Regions from separate parts of the Mus musculus genome. Here all the other regions are linked to region 3. The links are chromatin contacts, called in public Hi-C and promoter capture Hi-C maps. All regions are on one chromosome and are shown on one strand. The core of a region is the stretch at or near the end of the contact, and the rest is flanking DNA. Distances in the headings are between cores, read along the strand shown. Region 1 holds the start of Coq7 (demethyl-Q 7). Region 2 holds the start of Syt17 (synaptotagmin XVII). Region 3 has its middle 13 kb from the start of Itpripl2.

Region 1 (4,342 bases), core at 1,653-4,152, 54 kb before region 3:
CTTGAATATTTTAATAACTTGGAATAACCAGGCAATGTCTGTATAGCTTTAAAGTGCGGCTCTCTAACGGGTGTGTGTTAAACTCCTGATTCCGTGTCTTGAAAGTTTTAGAGTATGGTTGTCCTCAAACCCACAGACGCTCTTCATCACTGGTTAAGTGATGAAGAGAACTGCAATACTCAGTAAAGTTGCTCTTTGTCACTGCAGTTAGAGGAAGTAGCATTTTGACATCGATGGATGTGTTAGATGAGTCTTGTCTCCTCTTGGCTATTAAGAAGCCAAAGAAAAGCAGGTTTGTGTGTTTTGAACGTCAAAGACAATATCTTAAGCATTTTATATCTTGCTACCATTGAAAGCCACTGTTTGTATTTATTTTAATATTCTATAAATATATAATAAATATTGAAAGTAGCTATATATGTGTTGGGTGCGTGTTGTGAATACATATTTTTTAATTTCTCCTTAATAACATCTTGATGTTCTCTCCAAGTAGCTCCCTTTTGTAATGGCCATCTAGCCTTCCACAGTGGTAACACACATTTCCAGTAACTATGCAGTCACTGGTGGGTACTTGAAGTAGGTATTGTCATTCTTCCCCCATAGGAACACTGGGAAATTGAACTTTAAAAGCCTTTGCAAACATTTTCACTTCCCGTCTGCTACTATAGGCTCCGGTTCTGTTTTTCTTTCTCCCTTCTCTTTCCCCTTCCTCTCTTTTCTATTCTCTCTCCCCTCTGTCTGTCTGTCTGCCTGTCTGTCTATCTGTCTGTTTCTCTCTCTCCTTCTTTCTCTCTCTCTCCCTCTCTATTTCTTTCTGGCAGAGCAGACCTGCAGGTTCTCGCAGCCACGAAATGTTCTCATCTCAGTGAAGGAGAATCCAGTTAGACAGGTCTTTACTTTGCATTAACTGTTAAGTTGGCAAATCAGACCTCACAGCCAAAAATCTGATGGCAGCTAGCCACTATGCTCTAAGTATTTGCGAACAGAAGAATTCATTTTTTCCTGGGTGGTACAAGATCTGACCGTGTGAGAACTTCTGAACACATCTTTACTCTGTAGAGTGAGGCTTTACCAGAAACCTGTCCAGAGCATGAGAGGTACTTGAAACATGGGACATGCTCTTTGCTGTGTGACTGTGAACAAATTCCTTCACCTTCAGAGACAGTTCCCTTACACTTAAAATACAAAACTAAGACAAACTTGCTTTTATATTTCAGAATTTGATTATGGAATCACATATTCTTCGTTGTCTTTTGAAAATATGAAAGTGCTTACTATAAAGTATGAGAACATTGAAAACCACAGAGAAAAATCAAAATTACACATAAGCACACAAGTTTTTTTTAAAGAGGCACCAAAGGCCAGCCTGGATGACACAGCAAGTTGAAAGTCATCTGGATACAGGGTGAAATTCTTGTCTCATAACCAGAGTGGGGGAAGGGGAAGAGGGAGGAGGAAGGGAAAGAGAGAGAGAAAGAGAAAAAGAGAGAGGAGAGAGAAGGGAGAAGAAAGCAAGCAAGCACAAATGGAGGGAAGAAAGAAAATGTAGTAGTCTCATATTTTCCACTTAAATGTTCTATTTTATCCAAAGTTCTTTCAAAGTTCATTGTTCTAACACCCCTGGAAGCTCCAGAGGCCAAAGCAGCCATTTCACCAGTTTAAGGCAAGCCTGAGTGACATAATCAGATCTGAACTCGTCATTACATCCATTTCAGGGAGCTGCTAACTGTGCTCATGAGTCATAGTTTGTTAGCATTCTCTTGATGGTAACCTTTTTAAAAAACATGTATTTGTCTGTGTGTCACATGTGCAGAGAGTCCGGAGGAGAGTGCTGGGTCACTTGGAACTGGAGTTACAGGCCGTTGTTAGCTTCCTGCTGTGGCTTCTGGGAATCAAACCCAGGTCCTCTACAGGAGCAAGAAGTGTTCTCAACTTCTGAGCTCTCTCTAGCTCCAATTTTTTAACACTTCCAAAAATTTCCAGTAATAACTAGGACATACACCTCAACATTCTTTTATCTCTTTAGGACAGATCTAGAAGTGGAATGCACGGGAAAGGTTCTGAACATTTGAAGGCTTTGAGAGCCAGATTTAGGTTGAGTATTCCACAGGAATATTTAAGTACCCTCACTGCCGCTAAGGCCCAGTACTTGGGCTCGTCTTAATTTTAAGTTACTGTAGTATACTAATTGAACACTATAATTATATAGAATGGGTTAGTAGTTTCATTTATTTTACAGTAGCTATGAATCAAATACCCGCCCCCCTCCCGCCAAGGGTGCAAACTCTAGTTTTCCTAAAGCCACAGTCTCTAGTGGTCCTATAATAGGCACTGATTATCCTTGCAGGTATGGTTTTTCCCCTTATATACTTATCTGACTTGAAAATTTATTTCTATTGGCTAGATCCTAGCTGTCATATTAATGGATATGCACTTTAAAATGTTTAATGTATGTTACTAAATTTTCCTTCCCTCAACACACAGCTATGTTCATCACTAATGTGCACTAGGCCATGAATAATCCAGTAAAGGATGAACAATGAAGCAAATCTCAATATAAAAATTGAGAAGGAACGGAAAGTAACGGGAAACAAACTGGGAAACCCACAATTACACCGAAAACTGGCATGTTTTACCAGGTAATTGCTGACTTTCAGGTGTAAATCGGCTCTTAATAGAGAAAAATAATCTCCATAACGTGGAGGAAACAACAGTGACCTGCGGGTCGCCTTTCCAAGACAGGGAGAAACCCTAACCTAAAATGCCTCTCCAGGGCAGCTCTGCATCAACCCTAAGAGCCGACCGGGCGCCTTCACGACGTTACAATGATCGACAGGGGGAAGACCCAATAGAGTACGTGAATCGGTCATTTCTAACCAATCGGGTGTAATCCAGGGCCTAGGGGCGTTTCCTCTGGCTCTCGGTCCGCGGCATCTATGCGTCATCACCCTGAGTCGAGAGCACGATTGGCGGGGCGTTTGGACCATAGCTGCATTGTCCGCAGCGATGAGCGCCGCCGGAGCCATAGCGGCTGCTTCCGTGGGACGCCTGCGCACTGGTGTCCGGAGGCCCTTCTCAGGTACCGGCCGTTCGGGGTCGTGGTTCGGCGCGGGGCTCTTCGCCGGTGACTATTTGCAGTGGAGGTCACGGATGTCACGGGGAGGACGTCTATACGTCACAAGCGCGCGACATGGGGGTGGGGTTTGTAGTACGTCTAGTTGATTGATAGGAACGGGTGAACTTCTGCAGGATGCCCTGCCGGGGAACAAGTGATTACCAGCCTGTGATGTGACGTCAGTGCAAGTGTGGAACTTGAGTGTCCTGCAGTGTCCCTCCGGTCTCCACTCGGGACTTTCTCAAGCAAAGTAGCCTTCCGACGACAGCATCAATCTGTTATAAATGCAGATTTTCGGGTCCCCCTCATTATCCACTGGATTGATAGGTTTTAGAGTTTTAAAAAGTGTGTGTGTGTGTGTGTGTGTGTGTGTGTGTGCGCGCGCGCGCGCGCGTGCGTGCGCACAATAATTAAATTCTAGAGAGGCCAGAATTGGGGTTTGAATCTGCAACTAGAGTAACAGGCAGTTTGTGAATCCCTATATATGGGTGCTGGGAGCCCAACTCAAGTCATTTGCAAGTGCAGTACACATTCTTAACTGCTGAGCCTTCTTTTGAGCCGTAGAGTCTCTGTTTTTATCAAGCCTCTCATGGGACTGTTTGTATTGCAAAATATGGTAAGCTTTGAATTTGGAATGGAGAGAGGTAGGTTTGGATTCAGGTCTGATTCATCCGAGCTGCCCCAGAAAATCGTGGTCATTTTCTCGAAACTAAATCTTCAAGCATTAGATTTCTATTTTGCCTGAAGGCAATATTGTTTGGAGGTTTGAGATGTGTTTTTGTTTAACTACAACTTATTAAGTAATTTAATTGAAACTACATCCTTTTGGTAAATAATAAGCCAGAATTGTCTGCCCCCAAATGGATGAGTAATCACACACACACACACACCACCACCACCACCACCAATACCATGAGAACAGCTATGAAACTTCATTAGATATTGTTGTGTGTGCCTTCCAAGGCTTGAGTCCAAGGTTGTTTTTCTTTCTGGAAGAGAAGAGTGCTTAGCAAGTGTTTGGATATTTTTCAAGACATGCCAGTTATAGAGATGTTTTCCTTGGTGATAAATGGATCAGAAGAGACTTTTTAAGAGCCTCTTAGTATGTAATTTATGTGTCCATAAGCCACTTAAAATCTTCTCATTTGCCACTTAAAATCTCCCAGATACCATGGCTGGAACAGCACTCTTGAGAGCTTCTAGCTCTGCGATTCAGCTTTATTTTAA
Region 2 (3,969 bases), core at 991-3,490, 36 kb after region 3:
TATAAAAGGCTAAATGGGTCTCTTTGGCCCACCCATGTCCCAAGGACACACCTGTAAATTGCCAGAACGTCCTAGACGGCTGGAACGTAATAGTTTACATCCAAATTCTCACTTTGGGGTGCTTAGGGGGAACTGGAGGATGGGGAGGATCAAACACACCAGGGCACGTGCGGCAGAACGGCTCTGGGAGTCAGCTCTCTCCTTCCATCCTGTGGGTCCTGGGGGCTTAACTCAGATCACTGGGTTTGGTGATAAGCACCTTACACTCAGCCAGCCCACATGACCTCCCTTGGTTTTTGTTTGTTTGTTGTTTGTTTTGTTTTGTTTTTGAAACACAGTCTAGTCCAGGCTGACCTCCAATTCACAACCTCCCTGTCTCAGACTCCTGGAGCCAAGATGATGGGTACACACAATGCGGTACTTAGCTTATGTCAAAAATCTTTAAGCCCTTTTTCATGCTAGCCCCACTTGGTACCTAGGGGAAATCGCCTTGTCTCAGAAGCCACAGAGAAGTTGTATTTACTTTGAGGTTGGGAGCCATACAGCATTTTCATACCAAGGGTCCTGTCTCATAAAAAAAAAAATGACCCAGGCTCAGAGCCCACCTCCTTCCCAACTCACTAGGGCATATGCTCTGTGGCCCACCGTACTCTGTGCTCTGCTGAGTTTGAGCTTTGGAGGATCTGTGGTTAGTGAGTGCCCTTAAGTGCTTTCCCAGGAGGCAGTCCATGGCACTTCCAGGAGCTTGAGTTTTAAAAGTTAATAGAGCCACCACCTGTGCTATTATTAATTGATTTTTTTAAATGTTTATTTTAGAATTGGACCTTTTTGACTTGAGTTCAAACCCCCTGCACCCATGTAAGAGCCGAGTGTGGTAGTGTGTTACCCTAGCGCCGGGGAGTCCGAGACAGGGGGACTCAGTGGCTCACTGGCCAACCAGCCTTGTGTTGATGAGCTCCACATTCTGTCCTGGTCCAGACCCTGTGTCCAAAAAAAAAATCAGGCAGAGCAACTGAGGAAGGCACCTGACACTAACCTGTTCTCCACATACAGGTGTGCACAGTTACGTACAGGAAAATGTACGTATGCCACATGTGTACATGTGTATACACAAATACACGGGAAAAATAAACTCTCTCTCTCTCTTTTTTTTTTTAATTTTAACTTACAAAAAAAAAATCCAGTCGGGAATGACAGTATATATCTATAATCTCAGAACTTGGGAGGGTAAAGCAGGAGAATGAAGAGTTCTGGGCTCACCTGAGCCACAGGTTACCCCATCTCAGAACAGCCAGCAAGCAACCAAGCATATACGAGGTCTGTGAAGAAAACTGCAACCCATGGGCAAAGGGAGCCAGGATCATATGTTGGAGGCAGAAGGCAGCTGGAAAAAATAACACAAGGGGAAGGGCTAGAGTATTAAATCTGAGCTGGACTGGGCTATCTCCAGCCTTAGAGGGCTCGCCTTGATTTGTTTACGAGGAAGGGTGGGAGTGAGCAAGAGCCAAGAAGATGTTAACATCTGGGAAGAAACCCAGACGGTCTCCTCCTTACTGGCTCCCTGTGCACCCCAAAGCCCTGACTTGGGCTGCACCTCCCTTTCCGTCTAGGATCTGTCTTAAGCTGGTCATGAGGATTTGACACCTGCCAAGTGGGTTAATACCACCATGTTTCCTTTTAAATCATGAAATCCCGGGTCTGTAAAAAAAAAAAAAAAAAAAAAAAAAAAAAATGGCTTAGCTGGCAAAAGCGCTTGCCACAAAGTCTGATGACCTAAGTTTGATCCTTGGAACCAGGTGGAGGAGGTTAGAGGATGGTCTCCTGAGACTCATCCTCTGACCTCCACATGGTGTCGTGGATGTGTGTGAATGCACACACACACACACACCCACACACACACACACACACACACAGAGAGAGACACACAGAAGAAATGTTATAATTTTTCAAAAGAAAATAAATCCTGGGTCCATAGAGGAGTCCTTCTTGGAAGAAGAGGAGGGGGCTTAGAGCTCAGGAACCTATGGGGAGAAGATGGGGTAAGGGGTGGAACCACACCAGGGAGGGAGGATCAGCTCCTGGCTCCCTCCCAGCCCCTCCCCCATTTGTGGGTGGTCGAAGGATGCTCTCTACCAGCAGGATTGGAGCAGGATTGGAAGGTAGGGCCCTGGCAGGGGCGGGGGAGTCAGCCTGTCAGTTTAGCTAATCAGGCCCTCTTGGGTTGGCTTCTGGCTATTTCAGTCTGAGAAGGTTTTCGAGTCCCCCAAAGTGTGGCTGTGTGCTGAGTAGCATGACGAGCTATCTACCCGCTCTGATTCATAACAGCACACGGTGCACATCAAATGGAAACGCTCACAGTTCCCGTTTATTCGCTGTTAGTTAACCAAGAGGCTCCCAGCAGCCCTGCAAACATAGCCATACCTTGGTAGTAAAGTCAGCTCCCTCCCCAAAATGGTGAGTGCGAAGGAAGACGCGGGCTGCTTTCTGTTGTTTTTGTCTTGCTGTTCTTTGAGTTGCTGGAATATTGCTAAACTGGTCTCTCTCTCTCTCTCTCTCTCTCTCTCTCTCTCTCTCTCTCTCTCTCTCTCTCTCTCTCCCTCTCTCTCTCTCTCTCTCTCCCACCCGCCCAACCCTGGCTTCACCGTGGCTCTCTAAAAGGGCAGTTGGAACCACTGAACGAGGTGGGTTAATTCAATCATCTGTTTGGTCTGGATTCTAATCAAATGCTTGCCTTTCCGTTTGGAGTCTGGTGTGGGGCTGGGGCATGATTGAGTACTGAGTCACAGGGTATTAAGAAGGGTACAGTTTCTATTCCCTTCTACCAAAAGGGAGACCCTGACAAAAGGGGCATTGCTGGACAGACAGCGTGTGTGTCCCAACTCAACCGGTCTCCCCCAGTTTAGTTGCATGTCCCTGGGGCTATTTTTCCTGAAGTATCTTTTTCTCTTTTGCCAGGAGAGAACCCTATGCATTGTGTGTTTGAGAACATATTGTCTGGCCCTCTCTATGTTGTGATAACCACCCACCTGTCAAGAAAGGCACACACATACACTACCAAGGCAAACACCTGCAAGCGCTCGGCTTGCTCCAAGTATCTGCAGCCACTTCTGTTTGCTGTCCCGTATGCCACAGTGCATAAATAAGAGAGAAAAAAAATTTTTTTTTCTTCTACCAGCAATTCTGCTCTGGGAATTTTCATTTATCTGGGAATTTATTTATCATGGGTGGGGCAATCCCAGATGGGCTGTTTATAATTTGGGGTGTTCTCTCTCTCTCTCTGCCCCCCCCCCGCAATGGCCCCAGGGCTTGCTTTCTAGAATCTCTGACGTGCTGCTGTGCGGCTGGACTTGCCAACACTGCTGTCAGAGGTGCTATGAGTCCAGCTGCTGCCAGTCCAGTGAAGATGAAGTGGAGATCTTGGGGCCTTTCCCTGCCCAGACTCCTCCATGGCTGTGAGTACCCCGCTTGGGAGTTTACCTCCCAGCAGCCTCTCCCCTGGAGGGTGGGCAGGGTGGGGGATACACTGAGTTTCCATGGACATAACCAAGAAGGGCCTCTTTATGCCCCCTCATTTGTGGGCAAGCTGGTGCGACCAGCTGGTGGTGAGGCTCCTGCTCACACCAAGCTTCTGAGATGCTAGCCGGGTGATGCTAATCTTGGGGACACTTTAAGTAGTCTAAGTATCCAAGCAGAAAAGGATCTGTGTTCTGTTTTGAAGAACTTTGAGAAGGTAGCAGTGTCTAAGTGCCTCCTTCCCAGGCAGCATGGCAGACTGACATAAGGCCCAGCCCCAGGCCTGCACCAAGTATGTGCTTGGTGAATCTGAGCTGCTAGCACCTTTCTGATGCTGCTTTTGGCTGGCCTGAACAAGGCCTTATAACCCCAGGAAAGGATGCCCAAGCCCATGCATACTGCATCTGGTGCTGGCGGTGTTCACCCCAGCTCCTTTCATTTTATTTCTAATCTACT
Region 3 (4,453 bases), core at 703-3,202:
CTATGACTTGCACAGCTGTGACTTCAACCATCCACAGAGCCAAGATTCAGGGAAAAAAACAAAAACTAAGTCTGGAGGCCAGCAAGACAGCTCAGCAAGTAAAACTCTTGCCCAGAAAGCCTGCTGAGAACCGGCTCTTAAAAGTTGCCCTCTGATCTTCACCTACACACTTGTGGCATGCTCATACCCACATGTATACATACATGCACACATACAATAGTAATACACTTAGAAAATTATATCTGAGGTTGGCAAGATGGCTCCCCTGATAAAGGTGCTTAGACTGCCAAGCCAAGCTGACCCTGGCAACCCAGAAAGGGCTGCTTTCTGAACATTGATCTCTGACCTCTACATGTATGCTGTGGAACACATGGATATAAAGAACATGGGAGACGTTCATAGTTTGGGAGAGAAAGGACCTCACTCTGTAGCTCTGGCTCACCTAGAACTGGGTGTCCCAAATGCTAGGATTACAGGCATAGTCACAGTGTCCATTCAGTTGTTGTTGTTTTTCTTGCCATTGAATGCAGAAGACGTGGGCATCCGCAGTTTGGGTGGGTCTTGGCGTGGGTCTTGGCGTGGGTCTTAGAACTGATCACTCAAGGCTGCCGAGGTGCTATTTGACCTGGTTTTCAGAAGCCAGCTAGTTAGTAGTGATCTGTTTTTTCCAAGTCTTCAGAGAGCATTGGGACTTCCTCTGCATATTCACAGATACTTGAAACTGCCCTCAGAGTCTGAACTCTCTAAAGCAGAGGCGCTTCCACACGCTTGCTAGCTATGAGTAATCCTCTACTTCAAAGTCCCCTGTAGGTGCACAGGGCCAAGTAACCAATTATATGCAATGGGCAGGGAGCAGAAGAGACATATGCTTGGCCCTGCAGGGACAATAACAGTGACCAGTTACAACAACAGCATCTTAAATTGCAACTGAGTCACTGACACATAATCACTGCCTGTAAGTCACAGGAATTATATTTAGATGGCCGAGAAGTCGGCCTTTGTGATGTCAGGCTTCTGAAGCTAAACATTGGGGTTTCTTGTCCCTACAGCACAGCCTAACTTAGCCTAACCTAACCTAACTGATGGCTCAGGATGTTGCATTGGCCCAGCAGTTCTCAACCTGGGGGTCACAATCCCTTTATGGATCGAACAATCCTTCCCTTTCACAGGGGTAGCCTAAGGTCACTGGGGGGGGGGGAGGAACAAATATTTATATTATGACTCATAACAGTGCAAATTTACAGTTATGAAGTAGTAGCAAAAATAATTTTATGGTTGGGGTCACCACAACACAAGGATCTGTATTAAAGGGTCACAGCACAAGGAAGGCTGGGAACCGCTGCTTTAGAGGATCTCTTTGGAAGCTGAGAAGTAAATCTCAAATATCAATATATCAAATAAATATATTAGCCCTGTGCAGAGGACAGGATGGAATGGTTAGCAGACAGAACCTCCCGTGTCTGCAGCTTACGCACGGCTGGCTAGAAAGATTGTTATCAGACACGGGGCCAATAAAGGTGCATGCTTTGAGGCAAAGGAACAGGTTTCTATGACATCATAAATGAACCTAGCATAGCCCAGAGGTGTCGGGGATGACATCTCAAAAGTCTGGAATCCCAGAAGAACACTGAAGGTCTGTCTCAGGGAGCAGCCTTGGGAATGCTTCATAAGCGCAAAGCTCTGCGTCAAACATTTGACATCCACAGTTCTCACTACTGCTACTGTCCCAGGAGGTGGCTCTAGGAGCCACCCCACTTTACCAATAAGGAGCTCTTGGCTCAGCAGAATGAAGTCATAGGCCCCAAGGAAGTACACGTCAGGTTTTGAACCCACATCCTCAGGCTCGCTTAAAAAAAAAAAAGCCAACTCTCAGTAGCTCCTGTGTTCCTAGTTCTTTAAACTCATCCAGAGAAATGACTCAAGCAGGAAGTTACCCTATGAGAGTCCCAGGGGGAGGATCAAAATGAAACTTGCAGTCCAGTGTCCACAATCGCCCTGCAGGAGGGGCATACAGCCCTCTCCCAGTCTCTCTTTAAAAGCTCCCTGGTTCCTTTTCATTTTTACAGCTTCTTCTCCCCACCCCTGGCCCCAGGGTGATTTCATTTCTCTTTTAGCAGATGGGGGAAAGCGTGGGCGGCTGGCCCTACAGTAGCCCAGCCACTGGCCTTCTTCCCCTCCAGACTTAATCCAGAGACAAACAAGAAGGACACAGCAGCTGTCTCTTCTCTTGGCTTCCTCTGATGCCTCCTTTTCTCCTTGCTACAGAAGCAGGAAGTCCTTGGATCACTATGTTGAAATGTTGCCTGGGTTAAGCTCATTGCTTTTCCTTACAGAACCCAACAGGGACATACTGACACCTAATCAGATATATGTTTCTCATGGAGATGTATCGCACAGGCTCATGTGTATGCATGCATGTCACACATATTCAACAACTGTTTAGATAGAATAAACCTTAGCCTGCCAGCCACTGTCAATAAAGGTTTATTCAAACACTCATTCCCTAACATCTCATCTGTGAGTGCTTTTGGTACTAAATGTGCCGAAAGTGACCTTATTATCTATGATTTTCAAAACCTAAAGTATTTATTATTTGCCTCTCAACAGGAAAAGTAAGCCTGGTTCTTGCTCCTCCTCCTAGTGTTCTGTGAGGTGCCTGCTACTTATAGGCTTGTAACAAAACACCTTAAAATGTAGCTGCTCACGCCCCACTGTAAGGGCTGGGAGATGCCAAAGTCAGTAAAATGCCTGCCAAAGGGGCTTGAGGAGCCATGTAAGACCAGGGTGTGGTAGTGCCTGTAGCCCCAATGAATGGCAGTGCATGCTCATAACTCCAGCTCTGGGAAGGTGGGAATAGGCAGACCCCCAGGCAGACCTCAGATGCACTCTCTCCAAACACACACACCACCACCACCACCACCACCACCACCACCACCACCACCACCATTGTGGCTTCTCTCATGATTCTGCATGTTGACCAAGCTGGGCCAGGCAGTATAGCTATCCATGACATAAGATCTGAAGCCAGGGCACCTCTGTTCACTTCCCTCATGTGGAGGAAACTGCCAATCACAGATGAGCTCAGCCTGTGTTCCTGGGTGGCCGAGAAGCCTCTGAGTTAGTGGTGCCTGTTGACCAGCCTTTGTGGAAAGTCGCAGCACAGTGGTGCTCCACAGTGTCTCCGGAATGAATGGGCTATAGGTGCCTATTCAGTGGTGATGTATTGGGTATGTGTGTGCAAAAGTATGTAGCAATGTGTGTGTATATGTATCTATCTGTGTACTTTCTGTATGTGTAGGTACTTATATGTGTGTATACTTGTATGTGTATGTATATCTGTGTATCTTCTCTATGTGTATGTACTTGTATGTGTTTGTATATCTGTGTGTGTATATCTCTGTGTGTGTGTTTGTATATCTGTGTACTTTCTGTATGTGTGTGTACTTGTATGTGTATGCATATCTGTATGTGTTTGTATATGTGTAAAATATATCTGTGTGCATACATCTCTCTTTGTCTCTGTCTTTCCCTGTCTCTGTTTCTCTCCCTCTCCCCAAACCCTCTGTGTATGCGTGTGTAGGTTACCCTATGGCTCTAGTTCTACTCAGCTAGTCTGCTGGGCCAAGGACCTTTAGAAAGCTGCCTGCTCTCCATTTCCAGTGCTGAGATTACACTATGTGCCCAGCTTTTCACTGCATCTGAACTGGGGCCCTCATTGCTTGCTCAGAAGCATTTTTACCTACCGAGCCATCTCCCCGGTCCCCTGATATTCTTTATAAAGTATCCATCTCAAATATTTTGTTATGGAAACAGAGCACCTACTTAAACACTAGTCAGATTCAACCTTTTTTTAAACTAATTAACTTGTAGTTCAGGAGATCAAACCAGGGCCTGCCTGCTACATGAGTGCTTTCCCACAGAGCTAAATCTCCAGCCTCAATCATATTTTCTTTGCTTTAATGCACAGCAATGCCTGAGTTCCGTCCCCAGTTGGTCGGGCTGGGCCTGAGTACCTAGTTAAAGCTCCGTGTAGTTCTAAAGTGTATCAGGACTGGAACCTGACTGGTAAATGGAGAGGCTGCTATAGGAAGATGCCCTAGGGGCTGCAAAGGAGAGGAAAGGTTATCTGCTGGGAATTCAAAACAGGAAAGTCTGCATGGCAGCACAGCCATGCTGGTAGGTTTATCTCAGCAGAATCAGCCACTCTCGGCAGGACACACCCACTCTCTGCTCTTGAATGTTGACTCCGTGGCCTTCCACCAGTGACTCTGTAGATGTAGACACCCAGACTCATTTGCTTGTACTATGGTAGCTGGCTTTGGACAAAGTGACCATAGGTCTCGGTCTGTTAATGGTGTTTTGCATATTTATTTTATTTTATTTTATTTTATTTTTATTACGTATATGGGTATTTGGCCTGCATGTATGTCTGAATACTACCTACGTGCCTGAT

What was found. Promoter capture Hi-C pulls out the DNA fragments that hold promoters and counts their contacts. Hi-C and Micro-C count contacts between places; a contact is called where the count stands out from the background.
Region 1: a contact with region 3 is called in a promoter capture Hi-C map of macrophages, with 7 read pairs. The contact joins the promoter of Coq7 here to the enhancer-like site in region 3. A contact is called at or near these places in 14 of 39 promoter capture datasets (the 3T3-L1 cell line, 3T3-L1-derived adipocytes, the C10 cell line and 10 more), 1 of 15 datasets of contacts at CTCF or cohesin (the NIH/3T3 cell line), 10 of 484 Hi-C or Micro-C datasets (the MNK3 cell line, the N1E-115 cell line, Th1 cells and 6 more), 8 of 115 datasets of contacts at active chromatin or transcription factors (bone marrow-derived macrophages, embryonic fibroblasts, embryonic stem cells and 5 more) and 3 of 9 other capture datasets (adipose tissue, liver and pancreatic islet).
Region 2: a contact with region 3 is called in a Hi-C map of embryonic fibroblasts, with 2.5 times the contacts expected there. The contact joins the promoter of Syt17 here to the enhancer-like site in region 3. A contact is called at or near these places in 22 of 39 promoter capture datasets (the 3T3-L1 cell line, 3T3-L1-derived adipocytes, the C10 cell line and 14 more), 1 of 15 datasets of contacts at CTCF or cohesin (the NIH/3T3 cell line), 23 of 484 Hi-C or Micro-C datasets (the 3T3-L1 cell line, 3T3-L1-derived adipocytes, the C10 cell line and 13 more), 8 of 115 datasets of contacts at active chromatin or transcription factors (CD8 T cells, cardiomyocytes, embryonic fibroblasts and 3 more) and 3 of 9 other capture datasets (adipose tissue, liver and pancreatic islet).

The regions. Positions count from the first base shown.
Region 1 is chr7:118,531,916-118,536,257 of GRCm38.p6, reverse strand. It overlaps Coq7 (demethyl-Q 7), which reads left to right and starts at 2,902. Exons shown (of 6, transcript NM_009940.3): 1 at 2,902-3,079. The coding sequence starts at 3,007. It overlaps Tmc7 (transmembrane channel-like gene family 7), which reads left to right. Exons shown (of 16, transcript NM_172476.4): 16 at 1-414.
Region 2 is chr7:118,441,831-118,445,799 of GRCm38.p6, reverse strand. It overlaps Syt17 (synaptotagmin XVII), which reads left to right and starts at 2,240. Exons shown (of 8, transcript NM_138649.2): 1 at 2,240-2,454; 2 at 2,664-2,681; 3 at 3,304-3,452. The coding sequence starts at 2,452.
Region 3 is chr7:118,476,765-118,481,217 of GRCm38.p6, reverse strand. No RefSeq gene overlaps it. Among named protein-coding and RNA genes, the nearest start is that of Itpripl2, 13 kb to the left of the region's middle. Within about 2 kb of position 1,952, at least 101 of the 459 cell types and tissues checked have an H3K27ac peak or open chromatin away from gene starts, as enhancers often do. A contact at or near this core is called in the C2C12 cell line, CD8 T cells, the N1E-115 cell line and 14 more, where this site is marked.